Linked DNA regions of Sus scrofa: regions 2, 3 and 4 are each linked to region 1. A link is a contact called in public HiChIP or PLAC-seq and promoter capture Hi-C data. All regions are on one chromosome and are shown on one strand. The core of a region is the stretch at or near the end of the contact, and the rest is flanking DNA. Distances in the headings are between cores, read along the strand shown.

Evidence for each region. Promoter capture Hi-C pulls out the DNA fragments that hold promoters and counts their contacts. HiChIP or PLAC-seq counts read pairs in DNA pulled down with a chosen protein or histone mark.
Region 2: an H3K27ac HiChIP or PLAC-seq map of skeletal muscle shows a contact between it and region 1, with 14 times the contacts expected there. The contact joins the enhancer-like site here to the promoter of FRMD6 in region 1. A contact is called at or near these places in 1 of 5 promoter capture datasets (liver), 5 of 47 Hi-C or Micro-C datasets (adipocytes, embryonic fibroblasts, epiblast stem cells and 2 more) and 1 of 2 datasets of contacts at active chromatin or transcription factors (skeletal muscle).
Region 3: an H3K27ac HiChIP or PLAC-seq map of skeletal muscle shows a contact between it and region 1, with 6 times the contacts expected there. The contact joins the enhancer-like site here to the promoter of FRMD6 in region 1. A contact is called at or near these places in 2 of 5 promoter capture datasets (fetal skeletal muscle and liver), 7 of 47 Hi-C or Micro-C datasets (embryonic fibroblasts, fetal skeletal muscle, mesenteric adipose tissue and 3 more) and 1 of 2 datasets of contacts at active chromatin or transcription factors (skeletal muscle).
Region 4: a promoter capture Hi-C map of liver shows a contact between it and region 1, with 4 times the contacts expected there. The contact joins the promoter of TMX1 here to the promoter of FRMD6 in region 1. A contact is called at or near these places in 1 of 5 promoter capture datasets (liver), 1 of 47 Hi-C or Micro-C datasets (embryonic fibroblasts) and 1 of 2 datasets of contacts at active chromatin or transcription factors (skeletal muscle).

The regions. Positions count from the first base shown.
Region 1 is chr1:181,336,709-181,339,706 of Sscrofa11.1, reverse strand. FRMD6 (FERM domain-containing protein 6) reads right to left here and starts at 1,303. Exons shown (of 14, transcript XM_021101841.1): 1 at 1,029-1,303.
Region 2 is chr1:180,989,032-180,992,171 of Sscrofa11.1, reverse strand. No RefSeq gene overlaps it. Among named protein-coding and RNA genes, the nearest start is that of TMX1, 57 kb to the right of the region's middle. Within about 2 kb of position 1,336, at least 22 of the 83 cell types and tissues checked have an H3K27ac peak or open chromatin away from gene starts, as enhancers often do. A contact at or near this core is called in embryonic fibroblasts and skeletal muscle, where this site is marked.
Region 3 is chr1:181,076,528-181,079,622 of Sscrofa11.1, reverse strand. No RefSeq gene overlaps it. Among named protein-coding and RNA genes, the nearest start is that of TMX1, 140 kb to the right of the region's middle. Within about 2 kb of position 1,777, at least 13 of the 83 cell types and tissues checked have an H3K27ac peak or open chromatin away from gene starts, as enhancers often do. A contact at or near this core is called in skeletal muscle, where this site is marked.
Region 4 is chr1:180,932,336-180,935,467 of Sscrofa11.1, reverse strand. It overlaps TMX1 (thioredoxin-related transmembrane protein 1), which reads right to left and starts at 1,790. Exons shown (of 8, transcript XM_001928249.4): 1 at 1,384-1,790. The coding sequence starts at 1,535.

The DNA.
Region 1 (2,998 bases), core at 54-2,553:
GAGAAATGCAAAAGAAAAGAGTGTCAAGGAGCTAATATTTCTTTGGACACTAGCTACGCAAGTGCACGGCCTGAAAACCTGCCAACTTTCATTGCAACTTTAAAATATGCTTATTTTGACAGCTTTCCATTTCTTCCTGCCTTCAAGAAAACGCCCTCACCAGTAGGTTATACTGTCCCGGTAGTCGAGGTGCTGCTCTAAGCCCTGTGGACCTCACCCGGGTGGCCCTCAACTGTCCATTCCTGACAAGTCCTGGCCCCTCCCCGAGCAGAGGCTGGGGGTCTCCATGGCCCGGGGTCCGGCCTGCGCGTCGCCAGCTCCTCCCCGAACACAAATTCTGCAGGCCGCACCCCCGACTCCTAACCCACCGAGGCCTCCTTCCGGCGTCCCCAAGCCCGAGCTCAGTTTCTGGTTCCCCCGACTAGGCACTCACGGGGACGGTGGGACAAGACGCGGCGCTCGGGTCCCTTTCCGCAGCCGGGCTAACCCGGCCGGCGCGCGCACAACAGGCGGTACCGCGCGGCACCCAAGAATTCGCGGCTCAGGGGCTACACCCGAAGCCTGGGCACAGCGACGGGACGCGACGGGCAGGCGCCCCCAACACAGGGCGCCGGCGACCACCGAGCGCGGGCACTGAGCCCGGGGGCACAGCCCGCAGCCCCAGCTGGCCTCCCGCCCTCGCCGCAGAGCCGGCCCCGGAGCTCCGCGCCTCCCTCGCTGGCCGGCTCGGCTGCCCCGGGGCCCCGTCCTCCCACCCCGGCGTAGGCGAGCTCCGACTCGCAGAGAAGCTACCTTCCCGCCCGGTGCCCGACGCCCGGAGCGAGGGAACGCGGAGAAGGCGAAGAAAGACGCAGAGAAGGGGACACTGCCTGGGCTGCGGCTCGCGACTTTCAGAAACCCTCCCGAAGCCCGGTCCAGCCGCCGCCGCCGCCACCCGGCCGGCAGGGGGCACAGTGAGCGGCCGGGGCGCGGTGGCCCGGCTAGGGGGCGGTTTGGGGGAACCCCAGGGGCCGGGTTCCCGCTCGTACCTCGGAGAAAGTCCGGAGCACCAGGTGTCGGACTCCCGTCAGCTCTCCGTGCCTTCCTGCCGGTGCCGCGCCTGCCCCACTGTTCTCAGCCCCTCGGTCAGGGTAGCCGGACTAGCGCTCCACATCCGCCCCGCCCCACGCCCACGCCTCTCGCCCCGCCCCCGCCCACGCCTCTCGCCCCGCCCCCTGAGGCTCCTCCCCCCTCCGCCCTGAGGTAGCGGGGGCGGTGGCAGAGCCGCTGAAGCCCAGCACCCAGCTCCTAGCCGCACGTGGAGCTCCTGCAGGCCCCGCCCCGGGCCCAACCAAGCGTCCAGCGGAGGGGTGCAGCGAGTCCCGGGCGGGAGAAAGCTGAGCATACCACGCCTCCGGGTCCTGCACAAGGATGCTGTATTAGAACCGCGGCGATCTAAGTCTTTCCCTCACCACGGAAACAGTGGCGCAAGGGGACACTGTCAGCTCTCCCACTTTCTGGCCTAATGGCCTTTCTTCCGTCCATCCCCCGCTCCCGGGTATCGCTCCCACCAAAGCTCAGTCGCGCTGGCTGGGGGTGGCTGTTTGGCCTGAGCTTTATTTTACTAATTCAGAATGACTGTGGGGAGGCCGTTGAGAGAGGAGGCGGTACCTGCGGAGGAGGCTTCGTGATTCCTTGCTTCCCTCCGGTCCTGCACCCACCTGCCCACCCACCACTCGGGTCGCCGCTGCTTCGCGGGTTTTATACTGGATGGAGGGGGCGCCGCAGAGGAAGCCAAGTCGCCTCCGCTAACTCTCTCTTGCCAGTTCTTCAGGTAGACGCAGCCTCTATCCGCTGTGGTTTTAGTGTCAGTGGCCCCTTAGAAATTATATTTGCCCGCTCTTTCTCGATGGTTGCCAAGGCAAGTGATGCAGAGGGCCAGTGGAAGATATTTTTATGGCACTAAGACCCAAAATCAGGAGGTTTCTTTACCACTTTTAGTTGTTGGATCTAGGGAAGGGCTAAGCATCCACTGGGACCAGCCTCCACGTGGCCTTCAGGCCCGAGACCTCCAATCTCCTAGGTCTTCTGTGGACTCCTGACCCCTGGCCAGGAGCTACAGTAGTGCTCCCAAAGGGCCCCTCACTAAAGGATGTGTCTGGACATGACAAGGAGACAAGAAGAAGGCAGAGGACCTGAGAAAGGACACTATCCCAAATCAGAAGCCAACTTTAAAATTGCCCTGCTCTTTTGATCAACCATAAATATGTAAAGCTGGCTGTTATTGGTTGAAGGCACGTTTGTGTGCCTTGTTTGCATGGCAAAAGAAATTCCGTTTGTTCATCGCGACTAAAGTTTGTAATGGTTGTTTCATTCAGCTTTTACATTCTGTGAACTGTGACATTAAAACTGAGCATTGAGAATATACCTTCGGAGCTTCTTTTTTTTTTTTTGTCTTTTTGCTATTTCTTGGGCTGCTCCCGTGGCATATGGAGGTTCCCAGGCTAGGGGTCTAATCGGAGCTGTAGCCACCGGCCCAGGCCAGAGCCACAGCAACGCGGGATCCGAGCCGTGTCTGCAACCAACACCACAGCTCACGGTAACGCCGGATCGTTAACCCACTGAGCAAGAGCAGGGACCGAACCCGCAACCTCATGGTTCCTAGTCGGATTCGTTAACCACTGCGCCACGACGGGAACTCCTTTTTTTTTTTTTTTTTTTTTTTTTTTTTTTTTTTTTTTTATGCGGAGCTTCTTTTTCTTGGTCTTGCTTACAGCATATGGTAGTTCCTGGGCCAGGGATCAAACAGGGGCCACAGCAGTGACCCAAGCCGCTGCAGTGACCACAGGGGATCCTTAATCCCCTGAGCCATGAGAGAACTTTCTCCACCCCACCCCCCAGCTTATTTCTGATAAAGCAGAGCAGCTTTTAAGGATGTTGCACTCATGAAGTTATGACTCCATTATAAGACAAGAATTGTGTTCCAATGACTGCCTTTTAAATTAGCTATATTTAACTA
Region 2 (3,140 bases), core at 87-2,586, 350 kb after region 1:
CCTTGCTTTGACGTCTCTTTCATTCAGGAAGAATTGGCATTTTCTCCTGTCACTCAGCTGGGCTTGTGATGGCAACCCTATCGTGGAGCTTAGTAGAACTTGCTTCTACTTTAGGGATGGCTCTTCCTCTCTTAGCTTCTAGAAAGCACTCTGTTGTTGCTTTGCAAAACATATGAATTTGTGTTCATTCCCCCAACCATGTATATCTGCTCCACCAATATCAAAGCCCTGTTGCTCTGTTTCCACACCATTTTGCACACAATAAATTTTTCATTTCAGTGCCAAGTAATAGTGTAATCTTTCTGAGGGTCTTTCAAATAGGAACTCACCCCAACAGCTGCACTAAATTCAGTGCATTTAATTCAACCGAAGTGATGGCAATATGAACAACTATGTCCAGGTTTGAAGCACTATTTACAATGGCATCTCTGCTGAGCATAGCTGACACTCCCAAGTAAACCCCAGAGATGCTGGAACGTAGAAAATGTGCATTCCAGAATCAATGAAATATGGTGCCCATTTCCTACCACAGTCCCCCCATTTTAACGTCCCTAGTAGACTAGGAGTCATAACTAAGAGGAAAATAATCCCAGCTAAGATGAAGGTAGTGGTTAAAAAAATTAATATAGTCTTTTCACTGTTCTGACTCATTGCACTCTTCTGATTCATTTCCATTGTTCTGTCTTGAAGTGAGGGACTCAAAGCTACCTTTCTTCCCTCATCACCTACACTATGCCTGGTCAATTTGTAATGATCGTAATAACAGTATCTCACTACATCTCTTGTTCCTACCTCAATTTGTCTCTTTTTCCCCCCCTCTAATAACCTGGAAGTGAGAGTACCTGACTCCTATGTCATCCATCAGTGCTGGTACCATGACTTCTAGTTTATAAAAAAATTCCTTCCTCTTATTTTTATTATGCTTCTCCATAAAAATGTCATTAAGTAATAGACACAGGAAGAGACTATGATTTTCCAAATGATGAAAGTAGGGTACAAAACACAAAAGCATGGAGTGCTGGTGGGGGAACCTGCCCTCAGGCTTCCACATTAGTTCTTGTGTCCTCTGATGTCAGGATTCCTGTAAGAGGAAACTCCAGACTCCAGAAATAGAAGAAGCTGTTAATGAGATCCTGGAAAATGTCTCTCATGTTCAGGGTGAAAAGGATTTATTGTGGATTCCTTAGAAGTTAGAAGTCTACTTTTTACTTTTACCTGTTCAATTTAGTAAATACTCATTAAAAGACTATGCAAAAATCACATCGGGCAGGATGCTGTTGGAGCTTCAAGGATGAAAGTCATGGTCCTGCCCTCCAGTGACTCATAATTGAGAGCTGTTCTCAATTTGGAGATGGGGAGAGAGGCAGGGAGGGGACACTGACCCTTTTGTGAATCAGATGACATTTACAGGCTCCGGAAAACTTTCCATGCACACACATGGTTTTACAAATAATTTCTTGGGGTTTACAGAGCTCCTGGGCATTGGAGAAGTCACTCGTGTGTATGACTAACATCTAGCCACAAAACCCACATAGATGAACTTTTTCTCACGGTTACCCCTATCCAAATACAAAGACACCAAGCCAGGCAAACAGTTTCAGAAGAAAGCAAGAGCCTGCCGTTTTTGCCCAGGTTTTCTTGATTAACAGCTGCTCCAGAAATGCCTTATTCATCTCCCTCAGACTTGGTGTTTTGAGGCCTTCTTTCCTGGCAGGGATTGCCTGTATTCTCCAGAATGTGGAGACAGCCAGAGCCACAGGGAAGCTGAGACTCTCCTCAGTGGACTTGCCCACAACACCTCCTACCCCCAGGCACCCCCACTCCTTTCCAGCCCCTGGGAGACCTGCTGAAGCCTCTTTTTACCATACGACCCGAGCAGAAAGGAGGGCTCCTCTTGAAGAGGCTGGGGAACCCCACCCTGTAGGGAAATCTCTGGCCAGGGCTATGGCTGCAAGAGGTTTCTGGCCTTTGCTGAGTTGGCTTGTGTTTGGGGATTTTCCAGTCATTTACTGCTCTGGAAAAGCAACCAGATTGTTCATTTTAAGTCCGGATGTTGAAGTGTCACTGAATCGCTGGGGACTGACGTCTGGGATCAGAGCCTTGTCTTGACAGGAGCCAGAGCCTCCGTATCACTTAAGGACACAGACACTCCGGCTTCTTCCCCACATTTACTTGTGAATATAAATATGAGATTTCTATTATGTTCTCCACACCCTCTCTTAAGAAAGGGGACAGATTTCCTGTCCTGGCTTTTCATCCTGACCTTCAGGGTTAGAGCCACAAAGTGTCAGTCAAAACCCTGACACTATAATCATTTTCTAATGCTTATCATCCTTCTACTCTGGATGCTGGTGCCTCAAGGGAAACCACAGAGGAAGTTTCATTCGGAATATTACTGGTACTACTAGTACTAATAGTAACAAGACACAGCACTTTTTGGTTTAAAAGGGGCTTTCACCTTTACTGTTATTTTAGCAATATCCCTCTAAGATAATGTATCAGTAGGGATCGCAGCAGGAATCAAGGGCACATTTAAGGAATTGAAGTGAAAATTATTTAAAGAAGGAACTATTTACAGAAATATGTCATAGTCCGATTAGGAAAATAGAAACTATGCCAATTATTTTAATAACAAGAATTTGCTTAAAAGAATCAGAGGTCTTTACATGAAGTATCTAAGATGGTCAAATTCATAGGGACAGAAAGTGGAAAGGTGGTTGCGGAGTGGTTATTTTATGGGTACAGAGTTTCAGTTTTGCAAGGTCAGGAAGTTCTAGAGTTCTGTTTCACAACAATGAGAGTGTACCTAACACCACTGAACTCGACAAGTACAAATGTTTAATACAGTTTATGTTATGTGTTTGTTGTTGTTTGGGGTTCTTTTTACCACAATAAAAAGAAAAAAGGGCTGGAGATCTGAATATGTGAAAGGGCTCAGTGAGGTAACACAGAAGAGTAACTAAAAAAGGAGAGAGCTCTCCTGGGACCAGGGAACCAAGGAAAGAGCTTGGGGCTCTTAAACAGCCCTTCCTTGAGAGTGGGGTCAATAGCCTGGATCCTGCTGCCTGGCAGGTAGGCTTTTGTGAGGAATTGAACAGGAAGAGCAGCTTGGGGAAGGCTCTCTCTCTCTCTCTCTCCCT
Region 3 (3,095 bases), core at 528-3,027, 260 kb after region 1:
ATCCTGGAACCACAGGGAAGGAAGAAGCGCACATGTGGGGGATAATTATGTTACAGATGAAAATCATGGCAAGCTGTTTGGCAAAAAAACATGGCACAAGGCACAAATAACTGTCATAAGAGGTGGAAATGTCACCAGTCAATAAAGGTTCATGAAGAAATAATAAAGACTTCTTGGGTATAGTTAGAAAAGAATCAAGAAAATAGTTTGGTTTCGTAAGAAGCAATATTTTAACTGGATTTTCTAAGGGTTATTAATTTGATATTTTATGTTTATATCAATGACATGATTATTAAAATAGTGGGATGACTAATAGTTTGAAGGAATGGATTAGAATTCAAATTAACTGAACAAATACAAGAACATTATTATTATTACTACATGTTCCAGGCCTGTTTTAAGAACTCCATGTACATTTATCTTCACAAAAAAAAAAAACATAAGCCACAGAGAGTTTTAGTCATCTTATCAAGGTCACACTGCTGATCAATGTGGGAGACAGGATCTGTAGCCAGATCTGTCAGCTTATTTTGATCAATTTAGTAGATAATGAATTTATGTAAATTGAAGCATTGGATTTTTTTCACTGACTCCATGAAACTAGAAAATAAATTTCCAAAAGAAAACAATACTGATCAAAGATGCTATAAAATATCACCTATAAGTATTCTGAAAGTTCTTTTAATCCCCAAACTGAACTGAAACAAAATTTTGGTGAAATGATGATAATAACTCTCAAAGTCATTAACCAAACCAAATACCGAACCTTCAAATAGCAAATTATGAACATTTTTCCCTGAGGCTAAAAGATGTAAGAGAGTATTTTTTAAAGTAACAAGCATCTTCTTTCTTTATTCCAAGTATTCCCCTTTAAATCCCTCCAAAGTTAAAAATAAAAAAATCTGAAAGCTAGGTACTTTTTAAAAAAACTTTAAAAACAACTTGTGCTGTAAAGTTTTTATGTTAGCTCATTTGCTTATTTCCTATGGGTCCCTCCCCAACTTTTTATTAACTGAGGATATTACTCTGCATGGGCCAAGAATAGTCAAAAGGTGCTATTGATTCATTTGTTTGACCCCCCCCTCTGTAAATTCTTGATATTAGTAGGGGGAAAAAATCATTCATTTTTATGTTCTCTCTTAGAACCAAAATACATCCATATAGGAATTGACCAGTACTGTAGGAGTAACAATATATTAGACACTGTTAAAAATCCCTGGTTTCCCCCACTTTTTTTCCCAAAGCTGGCATTTCTTCACAGTGAGGAAAATGACTCAGTAGTGCTACAGCATAAGTGGGGACCAGATAAGCAGGTAGAGCAAACATAGGACTATGCTTTAGTTCATTGTTCTCAGAGTTCTCTTAGAATTGTGTCCAATTTTGGATTCAGTAACTTAAGCAAGTAGAGGAAAGTTTGGAAAGTGTCCAGAAAAGAGATGTAAAAATTGTTACAAGGCCAAGAAAATAGGTCTTCTGAGAAATCTAAAAGAACTAGAGCTATTTTTTTCTATAAAAGAGATGCCCATAGTGGGGTTAAAGATCATCTTCTCGTCTGGGTTGGGTGATTATAGGAGTGGTGGTGCCCCTACCCTAACCCCCCCAGGAAGGGGATTGAGACACAAAATGAAGACGTCTGTAAGGACTACGAGATTCTAGAACACATTGCCAGGAAAGGGAGTTGATTTAAAAATAGGCCAGAAGCATCTTTCTCCAATGTCACCCAAGGACAGATTTATACTCGACCATCAACAACAGAACTGACCTCGTTTCTGGGACACTAATTATTCACAGAATCCAATGAGATTCGGAGAGTAGGCCAGAAGGATCAAACCCTGGCTCTGCATCCCCATGTTTTGTTTACAGGGGATTCTTGCAGTGCAACACCAAGTATTTGCGGATGGTAATGTGCTCTCAGGAGTCCACCCAGGGTTCTGGAAGGAATTCAGGTTTGGGAATCAAGTAGACCCACAGAGAAACTCCATCTCTGGCATTTCATCTTCTTAATTCTTAGTTTTTCAGAGCTTTGTTTTCTCTACTCTTCAGTGAGAATAACAATGCTTACTTTATGAGGCTGTAAGAATCAAATGAAACAATAGAAGTAAAATCCCTCATCCACAGTACGTGCTTGACAGATCTTGGTTCCTCTCCCTTTCTGTGACTGGCTAGGACTGTAGGAATGGGGAGGCTGAAGAAGTGTGTAGCTGGAGCATGAATAGGGCCTGTATACATTTTATAGCTAAATTTCAATTTTTCAAATACCAGCTATATGTAAAAACTACCCCCAAGGTCAACCAATCTTCAAGTCATAGTTCTAAGAGGTTCAGATTCCTATTTACTGCATTCTGAGGTCTACTGCATTTCTCATATGCTTTCTGAATGCCAAGTTCCTTGCTGGGAACTTTACATCCTAATACAGCATGTTATTGTCCCTATTTTGTAACTGAGGAAATAAGCCCTGGAAGATTACAGACTTGCTAATCAAGACACATGGTGACCAAAATGCTGAGATGGAATTGGGACCCAGGTTCCTTCCCACAAATGAAATGGAAAAGGGGAAGTGAGAAATAATAGGACTGGCTCAGACATAGGGCAAAGCTGGAGTTAGAACTTAAAGCTGCAAAATTTACCACCAGGCCCTGGCACCTGAAATCTATTACCATGCCTAGGTACCATTAAAAAGATATTTCTAGGAAGTTCACATCGTGGCTCAGCAGTGACAAACCCAACTGGTATCCATGAGGATGCGGGTTTAATCCATGGCCTGGCACAGTGGGCTAAGGATCCAGCGTTGCTGTGAGCTGTGGTGTAGGTTGCAGACGCTGCTTGGATCCTGTGTTGCTGTGGCTGTGGTGTAGGCCAGCAGCTGAAGCTCCAATTGGACCCCTAGCCCAGGAACTTCCGTATGCCGCAAGTGCAGCCCTGAAAAGCAAGAAAATTAAATTAAATCAAATTAAACTTTAAAATAAATGTTCCTAGGAGTTAGGCCTGAGAAATCTGCTTGAAACCCAGAGGAATAATGGGTGTGTTACAAGGAAGACAGAGAATTGTGTACTTCCTCAGACTTAATCTTTTTATATCATAAGTGGATTTCTGAG
Region 4 (3,132 bases), core at 541-3,040, 400 kb after region 1:
TTGCTTAACACATTATTTATGAAACTGTGAACATTTTATGGAGACAAGCTAAAACAAGTTACCGAGGACAATGAAACCAAATGCTGTCCCTGGTTATGTTTCCTCTCCTCTGTAGCTCCAAGGGTGCCTGAAAATTCATTTTACTGAGTTATAAACTATATGCATACTACATAAACATTTCTCCTATTTTGTCCTTCACATAAATGATCTATGCTTGATTTAATGACTGAAGAGTTACTGATTTGGCCTTCTGGGATGTATACTTTCACCTTCCTCCTTAACTAGCAACCCAATCACAGAAGAAAACACCCACCTGAACCCAGTTAAAGAAGGGGGCTGTTCTACAACATCAACATAATTAAAGCTTTTTAGGTACAGCTTTTCCTACCTGTAAAGTGTAGGAAATAACAAGTATCTTGTAGAATTTGTAAAGAATTTAAGTATGACAAGGCATATGACGTGTTTACAGGTGTCTAGTACACAGTTAACACTCAATAATGGTGTTTTTCACTAATATCACTAATACCATTAGTATCAATAATACTGTCACCACCATTACCAATTTAGTGACTAAAGCAAAGGCAGATAGTTTACTACCTACCAATGCATAAGGGACATGATCATAATGGAATCACCAGACACATGATTTTATTCAAACAATAAATGACGACCTGACACTCTTTTAAGAGTTTATAATCACTCACAATTAATTTTCTTTTTTAAATGCAATACCACTTAGAGAGACATAAGAGTAACAACCTAGGACATTCAGTACTTTGCAAAAACACACACCCAAAGGAAAAATGAGATGTGGGCAAAAAGAAAAGCGAACACACACACACGCCCGATTCATAAAATTTAAAATAAACTAAAAAGACCTCAAATTCTAACATTCTAAGTGGACTACTTTTTAAGGACAATTAGACAAAAGGAGAGGAAAGGCTGCAACTCAATTTCCTCTTCTGCAGTTTGGTAAAAATAACTCTGGAAGTCTGTAAGACTCACAAGAAAATCAATGTATAGCAACTAGTCAGACTAACCTCCCCATCCCCAAAAACCTTGAAGAAAAGTTGAGAGAATTCAAAGCTGAAAGCAGCCTCTACATACACCGCAGCCCTAGCAACCAAACTAGGGTGCACACTTCAGAAAAAAAAACTTAAAAGTATTACCCGGTCGCAAACGAAGGGGTGGGATGAAAGCAGCCGAAGATCCCAAGAGTTAGGGGATTCCGAGCAGTCGGGGGCTCCCGTGCCGCGGCTCGGAGCCGCAGCGCCGAAGAGCCTAGGACGCTCGGGAGAGGAAGGAGAATGAAGTCGGGGCTCCAGACTAGGATCCAGTACCCCGGCCCACAGAAGGGCCCCCAGACCACCGTCCCGCACTCACAATTCTATCATCCACTCTCCTTCCAGCAACTCTTTCCAGTTCTCGTCGGTGATGATGCGCACGTCGCTCCGCCGCCCGTGGGTCCAGGGAGCCTCCCACAGCAACAGCAGCAACACCGCCAAGGGGACCATAGGACTCCCGGAGGGCGCCATGTCCGCCGCTCGCCCTCCCCACAGCAAGCGCTGCGGCCCCCACCTTCGCGTAACCTCTCCTCACTTCCGTCCGTGCGAGCTCATCTGCTCGTGCGCATGAGCGCGGCGAGGCTCGCGCGCGCGCCTTGAGGACTCTCAATGCGCATGACGAGACCAGGTCTCAGTGGGTTGGTTTAGCAGCGAAGGAGCGCGCCTATTCCCTAGTGCGCATGACAAAAAAGCATTCCCTTCCTTTCTGCTTTTCCCGAATATGGTGTCGGAAGAGAGGCGGAGGGCGTGGTGTAGAAAGTGGGGTGGGACTTCGGAGAGAACAGCTTCAAAGTCTGCGGCAGGATTTTGGCGCCAAAAGTTTGGCGTTTATACTAACTTAAGGCGATTGGTAAGTCTATGCTAAAGCAGTTTCCGGCTAACTGCCTGTCAGGGTTTTCTTTTTTTTTTCCTTTTGAAAAATTTTGTAGGACAGTTAATGGATGTTTGTATGAGTCAGAAAGTTTAGTGCACTTTATGCACTTTAGGGTATATGTTGTCCCTCTTTTTTTTTTCTTTTTTTGGTTTTGGGTTTTTTTTTTAATGCAGTAGTTACAGAGAGGATAGATCAGAAATTCAAAATGGAGCAAGACACAGAGGCTGCTTGTAACAGATATTTCAGATTTTTTCCTTAAGCATCTGTAAATACAAATCAAAATGTGCACTGAGTTTGGTATTAATCAGTCAAATGAAAATAATTGCATTTACACCTCCTCACTTCATATTCTCTCCTAAACTCAATCCAATTGACTGATTCCTCCCAATCCCCACCCTTCCCTGAAAGGCCTTTTCTAGGACATTAGTAATTTGCATGTTAACATTCATCTTACTTGACTGCCAGCAAGCATTCTGTCACCACACCCTCCTTGAAATGGGTTATGTGGTACCTCATTTGTTTTTTTGTTTGTTTTTCCTCCTTCCTCACTAGCTGCTCTTTCTGAAACGTCTTGGCTGGTTCTCCTCTACTAATTTCCAGACATTGACTGGCCCCTGGATGCTGTACTGGCCCCCCTCCTCTTAATCTCAAACTTCTCCAGGTGACCTCACTTCTGGCTTTAAAAAGCATATGACTGTCATTTCCAGCCCTGACCTTTCTGGGAACTTCAGACCTGTATCTTGTTTTAAAAACAACAACAACAAAATTCAACCCAGTAAATTTAAAGATCTATTTGTCATAAGTCAGGCACCATTCCATCTGGCAACTAGAAGGGCTCTCCAAGAGGTTATACAATGGAAGGCTTTTATAGGAAGAAGGGTGAGGCAAAGGAGTTCTTGGCGAGAGAAAAGAAAGGATTATTTTTTAGGACTTTTGAGGGGAAGGGCACTGGCAAGGGCTTTATCGGTATAGATTCCTCTTCTTTAAATCTCTGTTTGCTGTCATGGGAAGCAAATGATTCCATTTTTTAACAACATTAAACTCTTTGCTGGACATCTCTTGGATATCTTATAGGGAGCTTAAACATAACAGGATCAAAAAAAGTTTCGATTCTCCCTCTTCAGGTCTTCTCAATTAAGAGCCTCAAGGTTGTAAATCAACTATATTTTAATAAAAAATAAAAATAGGAGTTCC